Regions from separate parts of the Mus musculus genome. Here regions 2, 3, 4 and 5 are each linked to region 1. A link is a contact called in public HiChIP or PLAC-seq and promoter capture Hi-C data. All regions are on one chromosome and are shown on one strand. The core of a region is the stretch at or near the end of the contact, and the rest is flanking DNA. Distances in the headings are between cores, read along the strand shown. Region 1 holds the start of Rpl30 (ribosomal protein L30). Region 2 has its middle 18 kb from the start of Mtdh. Region 3 has its middle 11 kb from the start of Gm38594. Region 4 overlaps Gm41290 (a long non-coding RNA gene). Region 5 has its middle 19 kb from the start of Gm38594.

Region 1 (2,700 bases), core at 30-2,529:
CCCCACATACCAACAGTGCTCCAAAGTGCTTATGAGAAATGAACTTGAAGCTCCAGCCTGGACCCACTGAGTCTGAGCTTGTAATTTAGTAATGAATGTCTACGCTGCCACTATGAATCGACTGGCAAAGGTTTAAAATAAGACCAAACATTCCAAACTCTGCCACTAAGTATAGACACCTACATAAAAGGCTGAAGAGGTGTACAATTGCCATAGAAAAATCAAGGAGCGTATACTACACAAGCTTCTTCAGCTTACTTAAAATACTTGTTAGGTTCGAGTTAAAATAGTTAATCAAGAATGAACGTGTTCAGAAAATTGGACCCTGCCAAATAGGTGATTTCATGATACCATCACCTCCATAATCCAGCCAGAATTTTTCTAAACTAAAACAGGCACATGAAGCGGAGTGTTAACACTTCAAACCTTGAAAAATTCGGGATCGGGCTTCCCCCAGTCTGCGTGTATCATTTGTATACCTCCTGTCACACAACGTGCCTCAAAGGTACATTTACAAAAAACACACACAAAGCAAGGTCCAAACATCAGAAAGCAACCATCATTATTCTTCTTCCCAATGCTGGATACTGCACAGTGAATTTACAATAGGCTGCACACATCCAGGTTCCCTCCATTACCTCAAAGCTGGACAGTTGTTGGCAAGGATAACCAACTTCGCTTTGCCTTGTCTGATCATCTTCAGAGTCTGCTTGTAGCCCAGCACGTACTTCCCACTTTTCATAACAAGTTGGAGCCTAGAGTTGATCGACTCCAGAGACTTTTTCTACAATGCAAACGTTTGAGACTTGAACACCACTTGCAGTCATCTAAAACCAAACTCAGTTCCAGATTTCTGGAACTGAACCCTTTCATGATGTCTGAGACCATACAAAGAGCCTCTCGGATTCACTTTGAGACCCTGAAACGTCAGCGACAAGTCGTCCACCCAGTGTGCTCAAATCTATCCGCCCCGGCCCGACCCAGCTCTCCACGTGAACCGGCTTCCGGGCCCGATCGGCTTCACTCACCGTCTTCTTTGCGGCCACCATCTTCCTGCCTTAGGTGCGGGACAACCCCCAACCTAGCATACACAGAGGACAGAAGAGAGGATTATAATCCAGAGCGTCAAACACCAGCTAGCGGAGCTCCCCGAGCCGCCTAATCGTTTACCCCGCAGAGCTCACTCACCAACACCAGCCGCCAAGATGGCCGGGGAGCGAGAAAGGAAGGAGCTCCCACAATGCAAAGCTCTTCTAGGCCGACAGAGGATTGTGGGACCGGAAGCGGAAGAGAAGCCGGTCCGGGTCACAAGCAGAACAGCGCTTGCGAGAGTAGTCTGCGGTAGTTGGTTGCTATGGGGACCGGGTTACAACGCAGGCTGGGCTGCTGCGGCGTCTGGGCTCCGGCCTTCGGTTCTGGGCGTTTGTTCTGCTGCAGCGGGCTGACACCGCGGAGAGCCGGAGCTCGATGGGAGCTGACGACGAGGCCCAGGGCTCCGTGGCGAGGCGGCAGCGACCTGGCCTCTCCTGGGCTGGTCTCCGCCTGACGTTGTCTTGGGCGTGCTCCGGAAGGACCCCGGGCCGCCGGTTTACCCCGTGACTGCTCACCAGGAGCGGAGGCATCTCTGTCCACCCGCCGCTGATCTTCCTGTTTGCCGCTCCGTAGGACACACACCCCTTTTGCGGCGGTTTTATACCGTGTACTTGGGAGCCTACTTTGCACAGGGACCACAATTGAAAAAAAAAAAAAAAAAACCTGGTGAAGTGGCTGACGGGTAAATGCGCTTGTCGCTAAGTAGACGAATGAGTTCCAAACCCACGTGGTGGGAGGGGAGCGCCAAGTCCAGCAGGTTTTTCTTTGGCCTGCGCTTGAATGCTCACATACGTATACAGAAGTAAAGAAATAGTCGCAATACGAATAATTTAAAAAATCATTTTGCTACGAAACTTGGGCCGTTGTATAAATGTAGCATTCAAGGAAAAAAAAAAAAAACCTTGAAAGCCTCTACTATTTACGCACTAGCACCAACGAAAACCCAGGGCTGTTGAGATTGTTCAGTCAGTAAAGTGTGCTTGCCTTGCAAGCGTGGGGACCTGCATTTTATGCCTAAACCTCTCTGTCAATCCCCAGCCCCCAAAAGTCTGGCATGGTTGTGCACACTTGTAACTCCATTTGTGGAACAGATTCCCCAAGGCTGGCTAGCCAGCCAACCTAGTCTAACCTGTCAGCTCCAGGTCTCAAAGATCTTGTGAAAAATAAGGTGGACAACTACCGAGTAAGTACCCAGAAGTTGACCTGTGACCTCTGCCCAACTGCACAAGCACCTGTGCCACCAAATTTATATAAGCATGAAAAAGGAAACCCAGGGTAGTAGGTAAGCTGTATGGTGAGTTACTTTGCCCTGGAGGTTAGGAAAGGGAAGAACAACCCTGCCTCCCCTTAATTAAAATAACTTTAAAAACATCCATGAGTCATGCGGGTCGAGATGATCTATACCTATAATCCCACCCGGAGCTGGCAATCTCTGTGAGTTGATCTTTTGGAAAAAGAAAAAAAACGGAAACTAAAACATATTACTTAGCCAACACACACACTCTATGAGATAGTAACTGTGTTATTCTCACATTTTTACAGCTAGTGTATTACAGAAGTATGAATAGAACCAGGCCTGCAAATTAGGGTTTTTTGGTTTTTGTTTGT
Region 2 (2,784 bases), core at 155-2,654, 380 kb before region 1:
GTATTTCAAATGGTCATGGTAGTCATTGGCTATGAAAGTCCAAGTGCAGCAAATAACCATATTCCAGGGTATGCAAAATGCTGCCCATAGCAAGGAAAGTCTGGACAGTGTGTTAAAGGAATGTGCAGGACACTGAATTTCTTTCTGGGCCTTGTGCATCAGCTTCCTTAAACTAGAAAACATTTCAGGTATCCACAATAAACAAGTGATTTCCTAGGGCTAAATCCTAACCGTCAGCGTAGTCCAATTACTCTGAATCTATATTTAACAGTCTTGTAAGCTTCAGTTTTAAAGCAGGCTAAGAATAGTTTGTCCAGATGGAGAATGAACATATTTGGAAAGTCTTTGATATAAACTAGAATTGTGATGAGTGTGAGCTCTTTCAGAAAGTACTTTGCCACTAGATACAATTTTCCATTCATAAATAATTCTACTAGGGAACTAGAAAAGAAAACTGAGTCTTTTCTTATAGAATTATAAAGGCAAAAAAATAAACAAGAAGTAAGGAATTTTTGTTTTTAAGACAAAGTATCTAGCGCTGGCTGAATTCAAACTACTTCTGTGTCAGTGGTGTTTTTGAACCTATGATCTTCTTGTATCTACTTCCTAAGCCCTGGAACTACAAGCACACAACAGCCCACCCAGTTGACACTAGTGCTAGGGAAAGGTACTCAGAACCTCATTTAAGCTAGGCAAGTACTTTACCAACTGTGCTCTATGTCCAAGAGAGATTTTTTTTTAAGATTTATTTATTTTATGTATATGAGTAAAGTGTAGCTGTCTCAGACACACCAGAAGAGAGCATCAGATCCTATTACAGATGGTTGTGAGCTGCCATGTGGTTGCTGGGAATTGAATTTGGGTCCTCTGGAAGAGCAGTCAGCTCTCTTAACCACTGAGCCATCTCTCTAGCCCCCAAGAAGTAATTTTTAAGTGAAGATCTTTTAGTGCCTAGCAGGATGATGCCTGAGGTGACCACATTTCTATTTCTGCATTGGTGATCACAAATAAAAGAAATTCTAACCAGGCGTGGTGGCGCACACCTTTAATCCCAGCACTTGGGAGGCAGAGGCAGGCAGATTTCTGAGTTCGAGGCCAGCCTGGTCTACAAAGTGAGTTCCAGGACAGCCAGGACTACACAGAGAAACCCTGTCTCGAAAAACCAAAAAAAAGAAAAAAAGAAAAGAGAAGAGGAGAGAAGAGAAGAGAAGAGAAGAGAAGAGAAGAGAAGAGAAGAGAAGAGAAGAGAAGAGAAGAGAAGAGAAGAGAAGAGAAGAGAAGAGAAAAGCTATCAGTTCAAGAGAAATGTGTATCCAATTCTCATAATTGCCTTTAGGCTACAAAAGCTGGGGGGGAATGATAAGAAAATAACAACCCTGAACATATCTGAGATAGAAATCACAAGTCTTCAAATAACTCTCAGGAAACACCTGGAAGTAGCTACGAGGAGTTTCAATTTCACAATTATAAATGTCCTAAGAGTCACTTTGTTTCAGAATAAAAGTTGGTAGTGATAACTAGCTTTGGTAGTCATAACTAGTTTTGGTAGTGATAACTACTTTAGTAATGACAACTAGTTTTGGTAGTGATAACTAGCTTTGGTGGTGATAACTAGTTTTGGTAGTGATAATTAGTTTGGTAGTAATAACTAATTTGGTAATGATAGCTAGTTTGGTAGTGATAGCTAGCTTGGTTCAACTCCACAATTTTTCACTAATGAACAGTTATCATGTTGCTCGGTCACATTAGCCTTCCACAATGTTTTCTTTCCTATTATCTCACTACTCATGGTCACTCATTGTCACCCTTTCTCTTCTTTCCTTCCACCATTAAATTTAGGCATGTGCTAACTCATGTTTCAGACCCAGAAACAGCTTCCTCTCCACTTTACTTCCAATTGGAGTCATTAATTCGTTTCATCAACAAATATCTTTGGTAACAAGTACTATTTAGTAACAAGGTTGGCAGTGCCACAGACGGCAGGGTCAGGTAAGCAGCACACCAACTATACTACATCCCTGTTGAGAAAGAATCTAGAATAATCCCAGATATTACGTACCTTCCACCTCTACCACCAAACTCACATGCTGAAGCCCTTAGCGTGGTGATAAAGCCTTAAAGAAAGTAGTTAAGATGGAATGGCACCATAAAGGTAGAGCTCTAACCTGACAACTGGTCTAACTGGTCTCTTTATAAGGAGAGGGCACGGTGGCACAAGCCTTTAGCCCCAGTGCCTGGGAGGTAAAAGCAGGAGAATCTCTGAGTTCAAGACCAACCTGGTCTACAGAGGAGTTATAGGACTGCTGAAACTACACAGAGAAACCCTGTCTCAAAAAAACAAACACAGAAAGAGCTCTCAAAATTGCCCCCAGCATACACACCAGGTCCTGTGAGACCAACAACAACAAAAGGTCATGTGAAAACATATGAGGGAGGAGGCCACCTATGACCTCAAGAAAGAGGCCTGGGGGAAAAACTCACCTTAGCAGCACCTTGACATTAGACTTTCCAACCCCAGAAATGTGAGGATAATAAATTGATGTTGGTTAAGCCACCCCAAATGCAGTATGATTTTGTCTGGTATTGGTGTAAGAACAGCCCCTGTTGGTACTTTAGGTCTAGCTTTCTCTTCTATCAACTACTCAATCAGTACTAGGCAGGAAGAGCTAGCTTTGTCTACAGTTAAGCTCCAAATTATAAGGGGTTCTTCATTCAAAAAGGTATGGTGCTGGGTAATAGGGGTTCAAGGCTATACTTGGGAGGCAGAGGCAGGCGGATCTGAGT
Region 3 (2,700 bases), core at 103-2,602, 270 kb before region 1:
GAGGTGGCTAATAGCCTAAATGACCTCTATGTTACATATGACCCGGCCAGACTCTCGGGCCCACAGGAGCATAGGTCTAGAAACCATTTTCTTTGAAGAAATGACACTACCTTGAACTGAGTTTTAATGTAATTACACTTCTCTGTGCACCAGGGATTATATTGTACCAGGACAGTCTTTCTTTCTTTCTTTCTTTCTTTCTTTCTTTCTTTCTTTCTTTCTTTCTTTCTTTCTTTCTTTCTTTCTTTCTTTCTTTCTTTCTTCAAATTACACCGAGCTGAAATACATTGGGAACAAACCACCTGTTATTAGACTTCCTGAAGTCTTATCCAGGTTGAAGAAAATCTTGAAAATTGAAAACCAAATCTGAGTTTTTCTATCTCTTCCTGCAGTTTGCTTCCCTGTACAACACTGCAGTGACCCCCTTAACATAAGGCTCTTTTTATTACTATTATTGTTATTTTCTCCTCTCTCTCTCTCTCTCTCCCTTCCTCCCTCTCCCTCTCCCTCTCCCTCTCCCTCTCTCTCTCTCTCTCTCTCTCTCTCTCTCTCTCTCTCTCTCTCTCTCTCTCTTTCTTTCTTTTTTGAGACAGAGTCCTCTACACAGCCCTGGCTGCCCTGAAATTTACTATGTAGACTAGGCCATCCTGGAACTCACAGGCATCCACCAGCCCCTGCTTCTGGAGTGCTGGGATTAAAGGTGTGAGCCACTGCCCAATACTGATTTCTTTTTTGTTGTTCTTGTTTTGTTTTTCCAAACAAGGTTTCTCTATGTAGACCTGAATGCTGGAACTTACTCTGTAGACCAAGCTGGCCTTGAACTCAAGACATCCACCTCCCTTTGCCTCCCAAGTGCTGGAATCAAAGGTGTGTGTCACTGCCACCTGTGGGACTGTGAAAGGCAGCCTGTTTTCTGGTCAAGCTAGGTTTAAACCCTGGAGACTCAGCAGATAACTGCAAGGGATGGAAAGTGTTTGCCTGCACACTCCTAGACACCAGGCTCCTGACACAAGGCCTCAGCTCTCCATAAGTCAAGTAGGGCAATGCCCCAGCCCCTCCACAGGTAGAGGACATGACCACAGGTCATGTAGCCTCAAGACAGATCTCCACTGTAGTGAGATACCTAAAGGCCTGAAGGGCTTAGCCAATTAAGCTTTCCTTCCCAGACACTCCTCCCTGCAAAAGGTATTTAATCTTAGGCCTGCCCTGAGAAAGTGGGGTGAGGTTTCACTCAACACAACTCTCCGGCATGCCAATAGACGCCTTAAAACTGTGGACTTCCTCTACTCATCGAGACCCACTGTGGGGAACAATGGAGCCGGAAGCCTCTCTGCATTCTCAGCCAATCTCCATCAAGCAAGCTGCTGTCGAACCAAGCACAGGACACTTCTCCCCGAGAGAACCAGGCGGAGCTCTCCTTCTGCCCTTTCCCTTCAGTCCTGGGCTAGAATCGGCTCACGGGCCTCACTTCGTTCTCAGCTCTTCCGAGGCATCCAGCAGCAGCATCTGCGGTGCTGAGGACCCTGAGCCCTAGCCCTGTGGTGGGCCAACCGTGGGACACCACTTGTCGCCCACAGCCACCCAGTCCCTTAGGAAAGATTTATTTTTATTCTGTGTGTATGGATGTCTTGCCTGCGAGTCTCTGTGTGCACTGTGTTGGTGGTACCTGCTCCCCTGTAAGAGCAACAAATTGCTCTAGCCGCTTTAATACTGATTTTCATTGGATCGTTGAAAAGAATTTAGGGTTTAAAATAAGAAGAGTCAACAGCACTGTTTCAGTGTGAAAAATATTGATTACTTTAAAAATAAAAAAGAATCTCAAATTAAGATAGGGAGATAGCCTGCTGGTCTCACCTCAGTTTTACCAGCTTATCAAAGCCTGCTTGAGACAATGACTGTTTCAAAGTATTTGTGACTCGCTCAAGCTTCAGGTAGTGACCAGGTTAACTGCCCCCAAGTGGAGCTTATAGGTTATTACACCTCAGCAGATTTCAACATTCTGGAGCTTTTAATCTTAAGCACATTAATTTTAACAAAACATTTAATTTTCAACAGGAGTTAGACTTATTTTCAGGTTACTTTTATTTTGAAAGTCTTTGGTATGTATGTACATATGTATGTATGTATGTATGTATGTATGTATGTATGTATGTATGCATTGTATTTTTGAGATAGTATCTCAAAAATTGCTGTCTTGAAATTGCTATGTATTTGGATATGACCCTGAACATCTTATCTGGAATTCTACCTCCAGCTCACAGGTTCTGGGATTGTAGCATGTGTCACTACAAGTTATACAATGTGGTGGGTGGAACCCAGCATCTCCTGCATGCCAGGCAAGTCTTCAACCAACTGGACTACACCCCAACCACACAGCCTTGCTGTTCAGGAGTGTAAAATAGTACAGCCACTCTAGAAAATAGTTTAATGAGTTTTATTTAGTTGTTTTAAAAGTTTTTTATTAATTATTTTTTTCTTGTATGTATATGTGTGTATACATGCATGTGTGTGTGTATGTGTGAGTGCAGGTACCCATGGAATCCAGAAGAGGGTATCAGAGTCCTTGGAGCTGGAGTTAAAAGCAGCTGTGAGCAGCCTAATGTGAATACTGGGAACTAAACTCAGGTCCTCCCCAAAAGTATTATGCATTTTTAACTGCTGAACCATCTCTCCAGACTCTTTTTTTTTTTTAACACTAAA
Region 4 (2,809 bases), core at 195-2,694, 410 kb before region 1:
CCTTCTTTTCTCTCTTACTAGCACCTATGTCTATTCCCATAGTGACCAAGAGTGGCACGACCTGAACTGCCGTCTTATGTTGGGCAGCTATCATATCTACAACTGGGATTGGCAGGGGCTCATCTTCCTGGATTACTCCCAGTTCAGAGAAAAGGAATACCAACGTGCAAACTCCTGACCAGCTGGAGGGGAGGCGATGATATGCCTGAGTGCCACAGAGAATTGAAGTGTTCTGGACTGCAGGGCATTGTGGCAGAGATGATATCGAGGGTTATGGTTCTATTGCAGTCTAGGGATCTCAGCGTTCCTATAGAATGAGTCCCGGAGGTCTTAAAACAGTTTGCCACACCAAAGAGAGAGATAGAGGTAAGGTATGGAGTCATGGCAATATTGGAGTCAGGGCAGCTGACAGAGGATGAGGTAAGGCTACTTGGCAGTATCACAGGAGATGCTGTAAGTGATCATTGTTAGTTCTAGGGGGTACGCACAGCCAGCAATCTTTAAAGCGTCCAGGCCTGGTGACATTAAGGAGCTGGTAGGCCAAGGTCAAGGTTTGAAGCAAAAGAAGAAATGACAAGTTAGTGCTATATATAAGGGGTGATGTCAAAGAGGTAAGGACCTCAGAGGAGTTTTTGATCCTCTCCCCTACTTTTCTGATATCTAGGGGTTGAGCAATTGAGACATATTTTCTCTGGGTATGGATGGTACTTACGGGGGACCTGGGCTGATTTTTACAGTAGAGTTTACAAACAACTCCTGTCTCCCACCTGGAATCCCATGGGTCTTGTATGTAGAAAAGGAGGGTCTTGCAATGTTGATAGATGAAATGATTGGTCCGTAATCCTAGCATATGTATCTGGCAAGACCAATATAGGCAGCCCCCATATTTGTCTGGCCATTTTCTACAATAATCTCTTGTCTGTTCAAAGAGAAAGCAAGTATAGAGATCATAATATTTAGGTGGGATAACAGACAGATACAGGAATGATAGCAATTTGGATCAGTTCCTGGCATCCTGCCTCAGACTGCCCTCAGTCGGCCCCTCAATCCTCAGGAGAATCAGGGTCCCAGTACATGTGGGGAGGGAGGCAGCAAAAAGTGACAAACAGATGTGAACACAAGGAGATGTTGTATCTGAATGTAATTTGTAAAAGTGAGCATCAGAGTTATATATGACAGAAAACAAAGAAGTTAAGTGATACATTAAGGTCATCCAAGGTATACTGAAGTTATCTGACACAAAACAAAAAATGCATACAAAAAAACCAATCACAATTCCAGGCAATGTTTACATTTGAGATAAGATCAGCCCTATGTAAAGTCAGCTATTCACAGGAGCTAGGTGAAAGGTCTGATGCAATGCTAGTCTATTGTTAACCCACCACCATGTGTCCCTTAGTAAATACCTAATTATGCTATTCCTCTGGGCCTAGTGAAAAACACCGACCAGGAGAATTCTGTTCTACCAACCCTTTCAAGAATAATACAATGCAGCCTGGCGTGGTGGTGCACGCCTTTAATCCCAGCACTTGGTAGGCAGAGGCAGTGGATTTCTGAGTTTGAGGCCAGCCTGGCCTACAGAGTGAGTTCCAGGACAGCCAGGGCTACACAGAGAAACCCTGTCTCGGGAAAAAAATAAATAATAATAATACAATGCTTCAGTTCCTCCTAAAACCACAATCCATCTTCTTTCTACTAGTATGTAATGTAGGCTGCCATTCATGTCTGTAATGAGAATTCTAAGTTTACTATTTTGAACTAGCCCTGAGAATACTAGCTCCTAACCAACAGACTGAGATGCCTCATTACTGTCAACACTGGGGCATTTTTTTTTTCTGGATGAATAACATTCTTATGAAATTCCAAGGCCAGGGTCAGCTCAAGGACTGCCTAGGACATTGATGAAGGACAGCAGTAGAGTTCAACCTGATTTAGGTATTAGTAAAATCATTTCTTGGAAGCATCTATAATAAAACAATACTGAAAGAAAGCACACAGATCCATACACTGACTAACGCAGCGACAGGTGCATTCATGCCACGGTTCCAGGAGTCTGAGTTACTCTGAAACTCTTTGCCTCAGGACTGCTTCCAAGCCTTTAGGCCTGTCGTGCAGACTTCACTGGAGTTGGTGTGGCAGCATCCGGCTATGGAGCAGTTTGCTGACCCTAATTGGAAAGACTGTTCGTTATCTGTGGGGATTTCTTGGACTTCCAATCTCCAGATGTAAGGGCTGGCTTGGATGGAAATTAGGAGCAGGGGGAGGACAAGAAACCCATGTCTAATACACTGAGGTTGAGCTTGGCTGCCGGAGTGGAATCTCATTTTCTGGGATTGGGGACAAGGTGATGGTCTCAACATCGTCCAGAACTTAACAGAGCACAGTCCTGTTGGCATCAATGTATATGAGGAAGAGTCATTTTTAGGTGGAGGAATGAAAGGTTTGAGGTGAGACAGGTGGGCCCAATGAGAGACTCTCTTGAGTTTAGCAGCTGTAGGCATCACGAGGATTACCTTAAAAGGGCCATGTCATTTGGGAGAGAGGGGTTAGGGCCGATGGTATGGAGGAGATAGAAGGACTTGGTCTCCAATGTTGACAGGCAGTGGACAGGAGACAGTGTATGACTGCAGTAGATGGTGGTCAGCAAAGTTCCAAAGGAGAGAACGGAGGTGGCAAAGTAATGGGGTGAGTAGATGGTCTGGGAGGGGAGAGCATTTAGGTGAAAGACCAGGAGTTAGGACTGGATGTCCATACATGAGTTCAAAGGGTGAGATGAGAGGTTCCCTGGGGAGAGCTCTTAGCCTGAAAA
Region 5 (2,792 bases), core at 215-2,714, 300 kb before region 1:
AGTACTCTCAAATGCCTACCTTGGAAGAAATGACTAAGGGTCCATAGACACTTTTAAGATACTGAACTGATAGCTCCTGGAAAAGTTTCTGAATGTGCATAGATAAAATGGCTAAATCTGAATGATGTTGCCTGGAGGTTAGAGCACAACTGTATGTGATAGAGCCAAGCATAAAGCTCTTCTAGGGGAGCAGCAAGTGCCTCACTTAAAGTGAGGTTCTATGAGGTGTATTATTGAAGATCTGACAAATATCAAAGGGAGTTTGTGGTCATCTTTAGCTATAGAGAGGTTTTGAGGCCAACATGGGCTCTGTAAGGTCCTGCCTGAAAACAAAAATGAAAGAAAAAATTTGTAGGTTTCTATATCATGGATATAGGCAAATATATTCTAACTACAACCCTAAATCTAATTTAACTTTTGACAGGAACAACTTAGCTACAGAAAAATTAAGATGTGACACAACCAAAAATAAACCAATGCAAACAATGGCAGGTGGCTTGCTTTTCGGAGAGGTAAAGAGAGAATACGGACTTTCTCTGGGACAGACTTTTCTAATACAATGCTTACTGGTCAGTCCTGGAATCAGTGTGAAGTTGGAATTTAGCTCAGTGGTAAGATGCTGGCCTGGTAATCACAAGGCCCTCAGTTCTCTTTGCCACCACCACAGGAATGGTAGGGAGTTGACTTCACAGGAATTTCACACACACCAATAAACCGGGAACTCCCTGAACACATAAATAACTCACTGTATTTGTAAGCCTAGTTTTAAATATATATAACTATATATAGAGCTATAAAATGGGACCAAGCTCACTGACTTGCTGCAAGGGAGACAAATCCATGTATCAGTCCAAATTCTAAGTTCAAACATTCAGCAGTTAAGGTCCCTTATAGCTCTTCCAGAGGACTGGAATTTGGTTCCCAGGCAGGGAGACCCACAATTTGCAAGGACTCCAGCTCCAGCTGATCCATTGGCTTCCTTCAGGACTTCCCAAGCAAGATATTTTGAAGCAATATCTCATGTAGCCCAGGCTACTGCTCCCCTCTCCCTCTCCATCCCCACATCTAACAAAATCTCTTAAGTCTCCAAGTAGATAGTTACAGGTAACTGATTAAGAGGAAGAACTGGAGGAGTGTCTGTGACAGGTTTGTCTTTGCTATTAAGCCCTGGATATCTGTTTGGAACAACAGGTTAGGCTTAAGAGGCGTATATAGGAAATCTAGAGACATGACTCAGTGGTTTAGAATGCATGCTGCTCTGCAGAAGACCTGAGTTAAGTTCCCAGCACCCAGGATAAGCCTCTCACAACCACCTGCAATTCCAGCTCCTGTGTGTGCCTGTGTGTTCGCATACACACAAAATCTTTAACATTAGAAATAAATCTGGAAACACCACGAGGGATCACTTTGGCCATGAGCAGTTTCTCCTTCAAGTCAGGCCCTGAGTGCTGTTTTTCAAACAGGAACCTGCAGGTGGCACATCACCAGGTAGACATGCATAGGCAAGCATTGGAAGTCGTTCCTTGCCTGCATTCCAGTGGTTTGCTATCCAAGGTTGTTTCTTTGTATATTTTTCTCTTAAATGGGTCTTTGCTTTTCTCTTGTTCTAATTTCTGACATCATCCAGTACACACATTTGTGTACTGCTTTCTTATTTTCTCTCTCTGGCAACCAAACATGATACCCCCTCAGAATATAACACTTCATATTTTTTATTTATGTGCATGTATATATGCCACATGTGTATAGGTACACTCAGAGGCCAGAAGAGGAAACCAGATCTCCTATAGCTGGAGTAATAGGCAGCTGTGAGCCACCCTATGTGGTTGTTTCTGAAAGCAGCAGACATTTTTGACTGATGAGCATCATCTCTACCTCCCTCCCTCCCCCTATATAATACTAACATGATACAGGCACATGCCTGTAATCCCAGCACTGGGAGATGGAGGTAGGACAGTGTTCAAACCATCGCTTATATATTGCATTTGAAGGGGTGAGAAATGCATTATGTTAATTTTAAAAAAAAAGTGGGAAGGTGGTTCAGTGGGCAAAGTGCTTCTACACAGACCTCAGTCTAAATCTCCAAAATCCATGTCAAAGCTGGCCACAGCACTTTGAGACTAATCCCAACACTGAGGAAGCAGAGACCGGAGTATCCCTAGGACTTGCTGGCCAAGTGCCAGGTCAATGAGACGCTGTCTCAAAAAATAAAATGAAAGGCAAACACAGAAAAACCTTGTCTCAGGCCAGTCTCCAGTTACACATACACATGCACACATGCACAATAAATAACAGAGAGAGATACACTGTAGCATAGACATAAAAAAAAAAAACCTTGTCTCAACCAAAATATAAATTAAACTTTAAAAAAAAAAAACTTGTATATATGTAAGTGTCTTGTCTGTATGTGTGTATATGTACACGTGTCGGACTCTCACAAGCCCAGAAAAGGGCATGAGATCCCTGGGGTAGGAGTTAGGGGTGAATGCATGCCAGCATGTGGTAATAGAAGTCAAACCCAGGTCCTCTGCCGAGCAACAAGTACTCTTAACCATGTAGCCATCTCTTTAGCCTCCCTCCCCCATTTTAATGTATCAAACTCAGTTCTCATGCTTGCATAGAAAGTGAATTTTCTTTTTGGGTCTTTTTGGTTTTTTGGTTTTTTTTTTTTTTGGTTTGCTTTGGGTTTTTTCTACTTTGTTTTGTTTTGTTTTGAGACAGGGTTTCTCTGTGTAGTCCTGGCTGTCCTGAAACTCACTTTGTAGACCAGGCTGGCTTTGAACTCAAAAGTC

What was found. Promoter capture Hi-C pulls out the DNA fragments that hold promoters and counts their contacts. HiChIP or PLAC-seq counts read pairs in DNA pulled down with a chosen protein or histone mark.
Region 2: a promoter capture Hi-C map of the HPC-7 cell line shows a contact between it and region 1. The contact joins the enhancer-like site here to the promoter of Rpl30 in region 1. A contact is called at or near these places in 15 of 39 promoter capture datasets (the C10 cell line, the HPC-7 cell line, the SN4741 cell line and 10 more), 4 of 484 Hi-C or Micro-C datasets (embryonic stem cells, muscle stem cells, natural killer cells and 1 more), 20 of 115 datasets of contacts at active chromatin or transcription factors (the 230-238 cell line, DN3 thymocytes, the SCID.adh cell line and 12 more) and 3 of 9 other capture datasets (adipose tissue, liver and pancreatic islet).
Region 3: a contact with region 1 is called in an H3K27ac HiChIP or PLAC-seq map of embryonic stem cells, with 2.5 times the contacts expected there. The contact joins the enhancer-like site here to the promoter of Rpl30 in region 1. A contact is called at or near these places in 14 of 39 promoter capture datasets (the 3T3-L1 cell line, 3T3-L1-derived adipocytes, the C10 cell line and 8 more), 4 of 484 Hi-C or Micro-C datasets (embryonic stem cells and liver), 12 of 115 datasets of contacts at active chromatin or transcription factors (the SCID.adh cell line, SST interneurons, acute myeloid leukemia and 4 more) and 2 of 9 other capture datasets (adipose tissue and embryonic stem cells).
Region 4: a contact with region 1 is called in an H3K27ac HiChIP or PLAC-seq map of differentiating embryonic stem cells, with 3 times the contacts expected there. The contact joins the enhancer-like site here to the promoter of Rpl30 in region 1. A contact is called at or near these places in 15 of 39 promoter capture datasets (the 3T3-L1 cell line, 3T3-L1-derived adipocytes, the C10 cell line and 10 more), 11 of 484 Hi-C or Micro-C datasets (the AML12 cell line, the Ba/F3 cell line, CD4 T cells and 8 more), 13 of 115 datasets of contacts at active chromatin or transcription factors (the 230-238 cell line, the SCID.adh cell line, astrocytes and 10 more) and 5 of 9 other capture datasets (adipose tissue, embryonic stem cells, liver and 2 more).
Region 5: a contact with region 1 is called in an H3K4me3 HiChIP or PLAC-seq map of embryonic stem cells, with 12 read pairs. The contact joins the enhancer-like site here to the promoter of Rpl30 in region 1. A contact is called at or near these places in 18 of 39 promoter capture datasets (the 3T3-L1 cell line, 3T3-L1-derived adipocytes, the C10 cell line and 12 more), 1 of 15 datasets of contacts at CTCF or cohesin (the NIH/3T3 cell line), 21 of 484 Hi-C or Micro-C datasets (the AML12 cell line, the AtT-20 cell line, the C2C12 cell line and 16 more), 18 of 115 datasets of contacts at active chromatin or transcription factors (the 230-238 cell line, DN3 thymocytes, the SCID.adh cell line and 10 more) and 4 of 9 other capture datasets (adipose tissue, embryonic stem cells, liver and 1 more).

What each region holds. Positions count from the first base shown.
Region 1 is chr15:34,441,997-34,444,696 of GRCm38.p6, forward strand. Rpl30 (ribosomal protein L30) reads right to left here and starts at 1,280. Exons shown (of 5, transcript NM_001163485.1): 1 at 1,189-1,280; 2 at 1,029-1,081; 3 at 639-784. The coding sequence starts at 1,049.
Region 2 is chr15:34,063,232-34,066,015 of GRCm38.p6, forward strand. No RefSeq gene overlaps it. Among named protein-coding and RNA genes, the nearest start is that of Mtdh, 18 kb to the right of the region's middle. Within about 2 kb of position 1,405, at least 17 of the 459 cell types and tissues checked have an H3K27ac peak or open chromatin away from gene starts, as enhancers often do. A contact at or near this core is called in the HPC-7 cell line, the SCID.adh cell line and hematopoietic stem and progenitor cells, where this site is marked.
Region 3 is chr15:34,175,704-34,178,403 of GRCm38.p6, forward strand. No RefSeq gene overlaps it. Among named protein-coding and RNA genes, the nearest start is that of Gm38594, 11 kb to the left of the region's middle. Within about 2 kb of position 1,353, at least 16 of the 459 cell types and tissues checked have an H3K27ac peak or open chromatin away from gene starts, as enhancers often do. A contact at or near this core is called in embryonic stem cells, where this site is marked.
Region 4 is chr15:34,028,142-34,030,950 of GRCm38.p6, forward strand. The region is part of intron 1 of Gm41290 (a long non-coding RNA gene); the gene reads right to left. Among named protein-coding and RNA genes, the nearest start is that of Gm41290, 8.2 kb to the right of the region's middle. Within about 2 kb of position 1,445, at least 11 of the 459 cell types and tissues checked have an H3K27ac peak or open chromatin away from gene starts, as enhancers often do. A contact at or near this core is called in differentiating embryonic stem cells, extraembryonic endoderm stem cells, stem cell-derived epiblast-like cells and 1 more, where this site is marked.
Region 5 is chr15:34,145,942-34,148,733 of GRCm38.p6, forward strand. No RefSeq gene overlaps it. Among named protein-coding and RNA genes, the nearest start is that of Gm38594, 19 kb to the right of the region's middle. Within about 2 kb of position 1,465, at least 12 of the 459 cell types and tissues checked have an H3K27ac peak or open chromatin away from gene starts, as enhancers often do. A contact at or near this core is called in embryonic stem cells, where this site is marked.